Regions from separate parts of the Gossypium hirsutum genome. Here region 1 is linked to region 2. The links are chromatin contacts, called in public Hi-C maps. All regions are on one chromosome and are shown on one strand. The core of a region is the stretch at or near the end of the contact, and the rest is flanking DNA. Distances in the headings are between cores, read along the strand shown. Region 1 holds the start of LOC107929414 (coatomer subunit zeta-2). Region 2 has its middle 10 kb from the start of LOC107929452.

The links. A called contact is a pair of places that touch in the nucleus more often than the background predicts.
Region 1: a contact with region 2 is called in a Hi-C map of leaf, with 3 times the contacts expected there. The contact joins the promoter of LOC107929414 here to the enhancer-like site in region 2. A contact is called at or near these places in 5 of 34 Hi-C or Micro-C datasets (callus and leaf).

What each region holds. Positions count from the first base shown.
Region 1 is chrA08:110,322,506-110,328,810 of Gossypium_hirsutum_v2.1, forward strand. It overlaps LOC107929414 (coatomer subunit zeta-2), which reads right to left and starts at 2,926. Exons shown (of 6, transcript XM_016860829.2): 1 at 2,672-2,926; 2 at 2,126-2,285; 3 at 1,514-1,661; 4 at 1,339-1,416; 5 at 576-660; 6 at 228-474. The coding sequence starts at 2,674. The coding sequence ends at 415. LOC107929407 (upstream activation factor subunit UAF30) reads right to left here and starts at 6,262. Exons shown (of 2, transcript XM_016860820.2): 1 at 5,756-6,262; 2 at 4,822-5,173. The coding sequence starts at 5,989. The coding sequence ends at 5,048.
Region 2 is chrA08:110,014,711-110,020,510 of Gossypium_hirsutum_v2.1, forward strand. No RefSeq gene overlaps it. Among protein-coding and RNA genes, the nearest start is that of LOC107929452, 10 kb to the left of the region's middle. Within about 2 kb of position 3,336, at least 3 of the 9 cell types and tissues checked have an H3K27ac peak or open chromatin away from gene starts, as enhancers often do. A contact at or near this core is called in leaf, where this site is marked.

The DNA.
Region 1 (6,305 bases), core at 1,676-4,175, 310 kb after region 2:
ATAAGACCGCACAATGTGGGTTCGCACTACCATGTAAGCGAACTTACATCTAGAAAACACGTGTAAATCCTAAAGTAAGGTAGGTGCCAACATGCATGGGAATCTACCTACAATATCACATCCATAAATAATAACCATATCATATAAATATATTGTTTAACCCATCTGAAGGACATATACTCTTAATTACTCAACAAGATTACTACTATAAAACATGAAAAATGGGGTAAATGCAACCAATCCCTTTGGGGTTATAAAAATAAATAATATTAGCCAGACCACAAGGCATCATCATCCACTCGGACTAAGTCGGTGCTTAGCAGCCATGGTACAAAATACAAATACAAGAATAATAAAAAGCTAGAAATAATAATAATTCGAAACTCTTTGCTTTGCTCCTTTCCCTTATAATCATCACTTGAGGAGAGATCTTGCTAAATGTTCCCGAGCAGTTGCCAATGCTTGACTTATTGTCTGCAAAACACAAAATTAACCAAAAAAAATTCAAATATGGTTCAACGTCTGCCAGCTGATGGAGACATGTTGGAAGAATTATTCAAAAAAAGTAACAATACCTGCTCAGATAAAGGAGCAGCCGCATCTATATTATGACTAGCAACCTTCCCTGCAATGACATTCGCATCGGTTTCTAGGATGATGCTGCAAAGTAGAAACAAAGAAAAGAATTAAGGATAGCAAATCAATCTAATGGCTTTAAGTGGATTGAGATAGCTCAGAACCCCTAAGATGACCATTTCAGTTCCTGCCTGTAAGTCACAAAACTCTTTTGTTTACATACTAAGTTTCCAGCCAAGTCTAAATACCTTGACGTATGGAACGAATTCATCTGTAGGTAAAAGGGTACCCACAGCATTGCTAGAAAGGCAAGTACACACCAAGAAGTATATTATCTTGCAATACTAATGATTGTTAGAAGGGTAAAATATACAAGCTAGTGTTTTCTATTTACTTGTATAATTGGTTCAACCCAATTTAACATCCATGTTATTTGATGGCATTCTAAATGACATAAAAAATGTCTTTTTAATAGAATATTATATAAGAATTATTGATTATATTTTGCTAATACCTAGATAAAAAGACATTTTTTTTATGATGCACCTTAAGGGCAAGGATCGTTGAAGAGAAACTAGTCTATTGCATGTTCTCCCCTGCCCCCGTTTATTCCTTATTGTCTCATTTACACTTTTAGTATTTGGCAGCAAGTAAAAAGTTACAAAATTAAAGGAATCTTGACTATTACCAAACAAACAAAGATAAATGGTGTCTCATTTATAAAAAAGTAAACTTTTAACTACAATGAATCATGTTGCATACCCGCCATCGACAATCTCATCAAGGCATAACAAAATGAGATCTAAGTTCTCCAGTGCCTCTTTCTTGTCCACAGTCCCTCTGGAACAAATGGTAGTAAGCAAAAGGAGTCGCAGTAAGTTGGTAGCAATGCACGCGTAAAGATATGGTAAACAGGGTAATAAGCGATTATGAAAACCTTAGAAGAAGGCCAACTGCATCAAAAAACCCTTGAAGAACAGTTACCAGAATGAGCTCATTTTCATTTTCAGCCCCAGTAACAAAAAAGTGAAGGTCTTGAACAAACTTGTACACAATGATATGACTCTCGAACATTGCTATCTCCGCTGTAAACAGGGAAACAACAATCACAATCAAGAAGAAATGGTATGAATACATTATGAAAGGTCAATGAATGATATTTCTTGTCCTCCCAAGCAAAACCAATAAAACAAAATGCAAAAAACAATATCTTCAATATCTTTCAAAGCCAGAAAAGACTTCATTTATCTTCAACTTTATTTGTTTCCCTTAGATTAAGAATGTATGATCACAAATCAAAATTAAAAGCGAAACGAGAGATAGGTGTGCGTTATAGTTGTTAACTTGTTACACTTGAACAACATGATTATTTCTGTAGGTGGAGTGGCAAAGTACTTGTATTTGAATCTTCATTTGACACCCGTCCCGGTTCGGTCCAGTGGATAACCCTCCCCCCAACCTCATTAAACACATAATCTATACACAAAAGAAACAGGGCACAAAGAGAAAGAGAGGTGTGAATGGACAAAAAGGAATACAAATTGTTTACCTTCAGTTCGAGCATTGGTCTTTTGAGTCTTTGTAAATAAAGACTTCTCAAAGGCTTCCTTAGCACTGTTATTGGGCCACTCATCGGAGTAATATTTAACAGCAACACGATTCCCCTCGGAATCCAGGAGAAGGATATTTTTTATAGAAGGACAAGACTCCTAGCACCACCATCATAAAACAAAATCAAGGATTGTAAAATGTCCCCAAATCATTATCGCTGTTATAGGATTGTAACTTAAGATTGCTTATAAGAGACTACGACAATGGGATCTAAGACTTACATACAGCGTTCCCGAATTTAGTTTCAATCAACAAGTTCCTACAAATATATCTAATAAAAAAAACATGGGATGGGATCCGAATACATTGTTCGAAAACTGTAAATAAAAAATAAATAAATCGAGATCGATCCTAAGTCAAACAAGTGTAGATCTGCAGTTAAAAACAACGGAAACCCAAGACAGGCGAGGACGCAAAGTACAAGTCTAAAACGTTAAGTTCATACCAGAATACAAAACGGTGGTTATAGAGAAAGGGAGCTGACCATTTATTTTTGTTTTGTTTTAGGATGGAAGGCAATGGAATGGATTGATGGCAGGGAAAAGAGGTGATCGGCGCTTGGCTCAGGCACTGAAAGATATGATGTAGACGCAAAAAATGAGATAAGAGAAAGCAACGTAATGCCACCCTCGCAATGCAATGCTATGCAGCAGACGAGACGCAGTTCATCAGTATTTATTTCCCATGTTTTCTAATTTTCTACAACTGTTGGGCCTGGCACTAGGCTTCCCCTTTTTCCTTCTTAACACTACCACCGACAGATACCACCGAGTTATTAATTTTTTTTTTTAAGAAATGCGAGTTAAACTAATAATTTAGTTTTTTTTATATTTAATTTTAATTTTAATTTTAATTTTAATGTGATGTAAAAATAAAATTTTATATTGAATAAATAAATATAAAAATTATTTTTAATATAATATTATATAATAATTATTGATTATATTTTTATTTAAAAATATTTTCATAAAAGTATTTATAAAAATTTACAAAATTTATTTTATCAAAATAAATCCAAAAACTCCCTAGTTTCCAGTACTCACAATTCAGAGATTTAGACCATCATCTCAACAAAAACTGAGTGGTAAAAACAGCGCAAATCAAAGCTATTTGATGTTTAATTACTCCAAATAGTTAATACTTTCCAACTCATCAACCGAACCATTTTTCAATTAAAGCCCTACATCAAATAGTTAATTACGTTAAGCATGACTGCACCAAATTATGAACCAAAACCATCTTTTCACACACTTCCATCTCACCTTCATATTTTGCAAAATGATTCCCTTTCATGTTTTACCAACTCCGCTAAACTTTCGGGTTTTTTTTTTTAAACTAACTCAATAATATTAAAAAATTGTAAAAATACTCAAGTATCAAATTATTTAGAAAATTAACCTAAAATTTATAGCATTTTTGAGTGATATCACTCTCCAACGCGACGACGCTATCCTAAAATCTCACTTAATCATCACCTAACTATTAAGCCAAATGAATAGCTGAACAAAAAATTTTAATTTTTTTTGTCCCACTACTTTCCAAGGCAGCAGTTGTTTCAAATACCATATTTTTATGGGTATTTCAAGAGTAAAGAGAAAAAATATATCTTTTTTTATTATTTTTTAGTATCGCCTCCTTCAATGGAGGCACTAAATGTGTGAAAAAAAAATTTTTGATTAAAGGTTTATAACTGGCGACACCAGTCTAAGAAACTTTTTTTTTAAATTTTTTGGTGCTGCCTACTTCAACGGAGGCACCAAATTTCTGTAAAATTTTTTTTTTGATGTCAACTCTAGATGTGGCGGCGCCAATATTTTTTAAAATTTTTCAATACCACTATTTCACATGGAGTCACCAAAGTCAGTAAAAAGAATTCTCCCTACCATTTCACATGGAGTCACCAAAGTCAGTAAAAAGGAATTCTCCCTGGTCCCTACCCTAGATGAGACGGTACCACCAGTAATATTTTTCTAAATTTTTCGATGCCATCACTTCATGTGGAGTCACCCAATTCAGTAATACGAAAATTTCTTGATGCCTACTCCTAATGTTACAACACCAATAATTTTTTAACTTTTTTCCGATGTAGTCATTTCACGTAGTCTCACTAAAATCAGTAAAATAATATTTCTTAGTTTATTAATTTGGTGCCTCCATTGAAGGAGGCAACACCGTAAAATAATAATAATATTTTTTTACTACAAAAATACCCATGAAAATACAATATTTGAAAAAACTCGTATGGATGCCGACCACGCCAAAAAAATAACTTTTTATTCAACTAATCATTAACGTAATAAATGGGTGATAGTTAAGTGGGATGGCATCGCCTTGGAGTGGTGTCACCCAAAAACACGGTACATTTTAAGTCATTTTCCTAAATAATCTGGTACTTGGGTAATTTTCATAATTTGTTAGGCTAGTTTTTCTAAAAAAGCCTAAACTTTCAGATCAAACACAAAATGTTGGGAATTAATTGATCAACAATAAAGGAGAGATTTGTAAGCACACTTTAGTGACAAAAATAGTTACAATCACAATTTTTGTGTTACGCAGAACGATTCACAAGGCAACTCAATTATCTATGAAAATCCAATCACCAGAACTATAAAAGAAGTAAAAAAATTTGAGCAGTCACGATAAGCATGTTCCACGTCATTTCATCAATAGGTGGATGAATACAGGGTTTTCTAAACAAGCAACCATATTCAACCATCGAGGGGAAAAAAGGGGTCTAAGCATTTGTACTGAAAAAGACTAATGACAAAAGCATTTTTTCAGATTCATCACAATGCAACTTAAGTCTTAAAGTTCCAACAAAAGGCTAACGCTAAGGCAAAGGCAAAGGCAAAGGCAAAGTTTATTTGGATTTCAGAAAATGTGGGGAGAGATATTTGCTAATCTCTAACATTCCGACAGACTCCTTCCCGGCGAATATCGTCTTCAACTTCTCATCACAAATAATCTCCTTCTTGTTTGCAGGGTTCTGAACAACATCACAGCAAGCAAATTACAGGGTCAAGCAAATAAAAGACAGACAATATTGCTAGGATTATACAAGCTTCCTTGCATAACAACAATCTTAAAAACATAAATACTAATGGTACTAAAATAAAGCATAAATTAACACTTAGCCTAGGTGGGATTAAAGAAGAAAACTTCAAAGAGTTGAACAACAAACATAAAAAAAAATGTGAATTCTGATAGACTTAAACATCAAAGGAGCTTTTGGATTTATATTTTTACTGAAAAGTTGTAGAACAAAATGCAAAATGCTGCTCCTTTTATAACTTTGTTTTCCTTCTTCACAAACAAATGGTATCAAGCATATTTTCTGTTTGACTAACAGGCGTGACTTGCAGAAATCTTTATTCTTGTTTACAAATACAGAAAAAAGAGCCATCCTTTACTTTTGGGGGGATTAGGATAACTTGAATGAGAATATGGATTGAAACTACCATGAAAACAAACATGATTAATATATTCTCTCTAATTGTTCCACCAATAACTAGAGAGCAGGCTAAAGTAACAGTAACATTGGAAGACAAAAAAGGAAAGGGTTTTGGACCTGGAGATTGTGGAGCTTGATGTAGTCCCAAATCTTTTTAATGGCGTCGGTGCGAGAAGCTTCGGAGGCTCCAAGGAACTTGGCCAGCTGTGGAGAGACAGGTATCACCCGCATAAGCCCCCTTCCATTTCCACTGGAAGAAGAAGAAGACGAAGAAGCGAAGGAAGCAGAGAAAGCCTTCGCCGCTTCTAACAATCCGCCGCACCTGCCAAACAGTCTTGATGTAGCCATCATCGCTGTCTCTCCCTCAGTTTTCAGCTCCTAAAACCCTAAGCTCTTTTCTTTTTGGCCAGTGAACCCTAAGTCTGTGAGACAGGAAACTTGTGTTCTTTTTAAGGAAAAAGAGAAAAAAGTAAAGTGGTTGTTGTTACCCTAATTGGGCTTATAATCGAATAGAGAAGAATAATTGGGCTGAAGCATTAGGGAAAGCCTTTCAATGTTTGTACCCTACACTCTTAAAAGCAAATTTTAGATTTTGACTTTCACATCCAAATCCTAATGTCTTTTTGTTTGTATGAGAGATTCAGCCATTTGCGATAAGTATACTAAA
Region 2 (5,800 bases), core at 2,086-4,585:
TAAATTTAGAATAATTTAAAGAAAAATCCAGCACACTTAAATGCTAGTTAAATGCTTGAGAATTATAATAAAATTAAATCTTTGCTTATGTTCTTTCTATATAATTTGATGCTTTGCATGGTTATAGACATCAATTCGAGTTTGTGTGCATTTTATGTCCTTTTTACCTTTTTTTTTCTTTAAAACCTTTAGGTATTTGAAAAATTGCAATGATTTTGACTAAATTAAGAGAAATATGTATATTTATGTTAATTGATAAGTTAATATTAAATAATTTAATTTCTTTTGACATTAATGCTTATACAATATGATAAGTTTCTATTTAGGCGGGCTGACATTAAATTATTACTTCAATTTTATTATATTTTTTTAATAGTGAGATGGAATATTAAAAAATTAAATTGAGCTTATCTGAACTTGAGCTCACCTAAAAGAATTTCTTTAAATTTTAAGTAGAAGAATGTCTATGAAAACCTCTAATCTCGGCCTCTCCTTGCCACCAATTTTGGCTTTGCCTTTGAATCTTATTTTTATTTATTAATAAAATTTAAACTTGGAAATCTTGTTTAAGGAACATAGAACCCCTACTTTTAGACTTAATTATTTTTATTATACATTCATAATATGGATGAAAAATAATATATTTATTAAAAATTTATGTTAAAATCAAATGAATTTTTAATTGAAATTATCAATATAAAAATATTTAAAAAATAAAATAAAAACAAATTTTCTTAATAAAAATATTTTAAATTATTTTCCATAAAAAATGCTTTTGCTTTTTAATGCAAATAAATCCGACCTCTCTTGCCTTCAATGCCTTTCAACCGTACTTTATAGTCCCCGACCATCTTTTTCGCACCTCACTACCACGCGCCTGTTCATCTTATCCTTTATGTTTTTGAGTATTCTATATAGCCGACATAAAAACACAAAACCAATGCCTAAATTTCTATCTATTGCAAAATTTATGTGGTTAAATTGACACGTCCAATTCATTTTCTTTCTTTCTTCCTTTTTTTTCCCTTAATCCATTATTTGATATATCTTTTAATGTAATACTTAAACTTTTTGTCTAATTTAAAAATTATTTTTGACAAAATTTATAATTTTTAGTACTTAAAAGTAATAATGTTAACTTTTTAGTATTTAATTTGAATTTTAGAGTTGAGTTGATAAAAATTCATCATTTACTAATAATATTAGTAATTAACTTTTATCAAATCAATTCTAAAACTCGAAAAACATGAGTCATCATATAAAGCAAGTTTGAAGAATGCCCACCTCCTCTTCAAGTAACCTTAGATCTGAGCAAAATTCAAAGGGTAAACTATAAATCAAGTCATTGTTTCTTTCACATGATTCCTAAATTGAATTTCACCAAAAACCAAATATCAATCATTCTTAATCAAACCTTGATTTGATTATAACCTAATTTTGAAACTAAAACTAGGTCTAACTAATCAATATAAAAAAGCATAGCCTTAATCAAATCTAAGCATAAATTGAAATATTTATATTCAAAACAATTCTTTTCCTTTTCCAAAATTTGACAAAAATCGTGTAGATTATTCCTTTCCTTTTCTTTTATTTTTTTGACGAATAAAATTAAGTAAACGATAAAATTGATCTAAACCTTCTTGGATACTCTCCCAATAAAGCTTTATTGGAAGCTGATCATGGATGAATCGAAGAGAAAAAGGGAGCATGGAACCAAATTGGTTTGGGTAAGTTTCGTATGGTGGTCATTTTAGTCATTGAAAGTGTCGAGCTCGTTTGAAGCATTCGTGAAACAACGTAGTTTCGAGAGGGCGAGAATGTTGTAGGTAAGGTAGATAAGGTGGGCATGGGGATTGGTTAGGAGTTTGAGGGAATGAGCTCAGGAAATTTGTTGAAGGTAGACTGCCATAGGTCACGATTGGCGAGGTCTTCGAGTGAGGCAAGCTTGTGGACTAGGTTATTGAGAGATCCGAATTGGTCCGTCAAAGCGACAGTGGATGATGATGGTTTGTAACTATGGGGTAAGAATGGGGTGAGCATGTGCGAGGCAATTTTTATTTTCGTTTTAGCTTTCACCTTTTCGTGTTTTAGAAACATAAAAAAGTTATGTTAAAAGAAATGAAAAGCATAGAAAAACTATTTTAAAAGAAATGGAGAAGGGAGTAAAATAAAGGGAGAAGCAGAAGAGAATGGAAAAAAAAGGAAATTTAAAAGAACATAAAAGAAAAAAATGCTCTATTATAATGCACGTCGATAATGACAGTAGAACAATCGTAAAACAATAAGAAAAAAAAATAAGAACACAGATTTTACGTGAAAACCCTTTCGGGAAAAAAAACCACAAGTAGAGGAGAATAAATTCACTAATGTTGAAAAATGAAAGATATAAGAGGAGTTTCAATTTATTTAAGGATTGAAAAACTCTGTTCTAATCAAAGTCAAGTAGTAGAAATATAGTTATATACGGACTCAACTTGTGCGGTATGTTCCGTACTGCGGGGATTTCGCCCCTACAAATCCCCTTATTTTGTCACTATATTTATTTTTTCAATAAGTGACGGGATTTGGGTCACACAATCTCTAACATGCTTAAAACGAAAAATTATAGAGAGGAATTGTATAATTTAACCTAAAATTTTCGTTTGAAATAATGATTTAACGTGTCACGTTAGCTTACTGTTACAGCGTTAATGATAATTAATGGCTCAGTGATAAAAATGTAACATAACGTAAGTGACTAAAGCGTAGCATTTCAAACATAAATGATCAAAATGTAATTTGAGGTAAATAAAAGTGACTATTTTGATAGTTTACCCAAATTTAAATAAAAAATATTTATTATTTATCTATTTATTTATTATTTAATTTATTCATTTCTTGTTTTTAATTGCACAATAAAAAAATTAATTACATAATGAAATATACTTTTCATAAAAAAAATATATGATTTCTGTTAAAATTAAATATTTTAAATTTATGTCTAATTTATTAAATATTTTTCAAACAAGTGAATATTTTTATCAAAGTCTAAATAAGGTTTAAATAGTTTTCAAAAGAAGATAATGCTTCAGTAACACCTTGCTTTTGCAGGTACCAAAAAAGAATTAGCTATAATATTTTTTATATTTATTTTATGACTTATGTATAAAATTTATGACGTCCTCTTAATAATATCAACTCTAAAATTTTAATAAGTATTTTTCCTTTAAAATAAAATGTGAATAAATTAGTTGCATCCCAGACAACTACTAGCGGAATCTGTATTATATATAGGGGGTTCACACACACGCGCAGTCTTCTGCGTGTAGATATGAAAATGATTAAGTTGTTCCAATAACTTAGCCTGGGGTGTCGGGACTAGGAATCTATTGTAGATGATGACGTGGATGCAGGTGGACAAGGTTAAAAAACTCCATACAGTCCAAATACAATGAACCGTCATTCTGCATTAAAATCAAAGCCGTTTTGGTTTGTGATTTATACGACACCAATATGACTACGACATATCTGCCCAACAACTTATATTACCAAGTAAATCCATTGCTTTTTCACATTTTCCTATTTATTTTCCTTTTTTTTAATGTAGTTTTTCATTTTTAGTGGCGATTTTTTATAATAATATAAAAATTAAGAAATTATCAATCTATAAAGTTTTTTTACAATGTTATTAGTTACTTTATTATTATTTATTAATATATGTTTTTGGGAGTTATCTTTTGAAATATCTTTTTTAAAGATGTTTCCATATTTACAAGTATTAAGTTTAGTGTGCATGGTATCACTGTCAATGCATCCACATCGTATTGTAATCAGAGTAATTATTTTGATATGATTACAACAACTCAATAATTTAAGTGTTGAGTTCATGGTGTAATTTTTAAAATTATACTGTAATAGTATAATTTAATTTTAAAATCAATGAGGATAAGCTTAAACCTTAAACTCAACATCCATAGGTCTCGAGTTATTAACAACATTTAAAATGACACATAGTGTAATTTTACTTAATTTTAACGAAAAACAAAGTTAAATTCAACACATGTGGGTGTCAAATTTATCTTGTAAACCTTTCCTCAAATTGTAAATTTAAAACTTATAAATAAGGTTTAAGGATTTTAGTTTTTCAAAAGCATCCAAAACAAATAGTTTACTACGTTTTACCTAAAACCTTGCATAGCTAAGTGCCATCAAGTTAAAATTTCCAAAGGTATTGTAATGGCAACCAACATAATGAGAACCGAAGGAGCATATTTTTCCAAGGAGACAAAATTATTGCAACACTCTCTTATGGCTTACCTTCACGACAATATAAGTGTAGGTGCACTCAGACGAGAGAATCATCCCCCAATTATAGGATGTCGATTTCTATCACACTAGCCATATTGTGAGAGTTACATATGTTTCAACATGACTATCTACTCTAATTGAACACTAAAGACTAGAGACCCATACGTTTCATTCATGGTAAAGCATGCAGAGATCAAAAACACGAGGCTCACTTTGCCCCTTCCATATCTCATCTTTCCAATTTCTCTCAAGCAAAAGTCATTTATTAATGAAAAAGATGAGGTCTGTGGAACTAAAGTATTTCTCAAAGTGAAAAAAGGGAAAGCATGTTGTTGAAGATATTAAGGTGGATACTCTAACTAATGAAGATGATGAGCCTGTACCAGTTGTTGCCCAAATTGCAATTGGCTTAACATCCGTTAGTGTTTTGTGTACTGCACAAGCTAGATATACTAAGCATTTGGATAAAGAAGTTGCCTAACTCATAAATAATATTTAGTATTATGAACTCCAATTGAAGCTTTTTTAACATCAAAAGACCCCGGCTTAAAATCAATGCATTTTCCATTTCTTACCATCACATATACTACCCCATTCCATACTCATTTTACCATTTAAATAACAAACACAAAGATACATAAGTTACCAAAACATACACTATTGCATATATGAACATTAGCTTTCCAAAATCAAACATTAACAAAGGTGTAAACCAAACCATAATTCAAATAAACACCTATGTACGTGCAGCATAATCAAGCTTAAAATGAGCAAAAGTCTGTCGAATCGATAGGTGGATAGTGTGAGCTTCGAGGTGATCCAATCGACGCGTTCTACAAAATGACCACTACGGAAACAAAAAATGAAACATAGTAAGCATATTTAACACTTAGTAAGTTCATAATAAATGAACTTAACTTACCTTGTCATTTTAACAATTCAAGTAATTGAAACACAAAGGCAACATGGCATATCCTTGGCATCCTTATTTATATATATTCATAAGCCATTCCACAAGACAACCTGTAGGTTAATACCTCACATAATAAGATCATGGCATCTAAATTCACATACATGTACAACCAAATTATTTTACATCATACTATTCAACCTTGTTCGATACTAAAACAAATCAACGGAATTCACATTCAATCATTTCATTACCATTTAATTTTCATTTTCTGTCTAGAGAACAATAGCAATTTAAATTCGGATACATGAGATTAATTTACTTCCACAAACTGTAAAGTTGATTTACTTATACAAGCTTTTTTCGATGCTACTCACTCAAGCTATCAAGAATCCGCAACATGTGTTAGATCTCATCCATCATTAAAGAATATAATTTGATTTTCTCACACAAGATGTGAGACAGCCCCTAAATTGACCCTAGTCGGAAAGTGGTTTCGGGACCACTAAACCGAGTCATAAAAATAATTAGCCGTCATAGTTGATGCTCATTATATGTACATATGCATGTGTGAAAATTTCATGTTTGAATTTTGTTAATTGT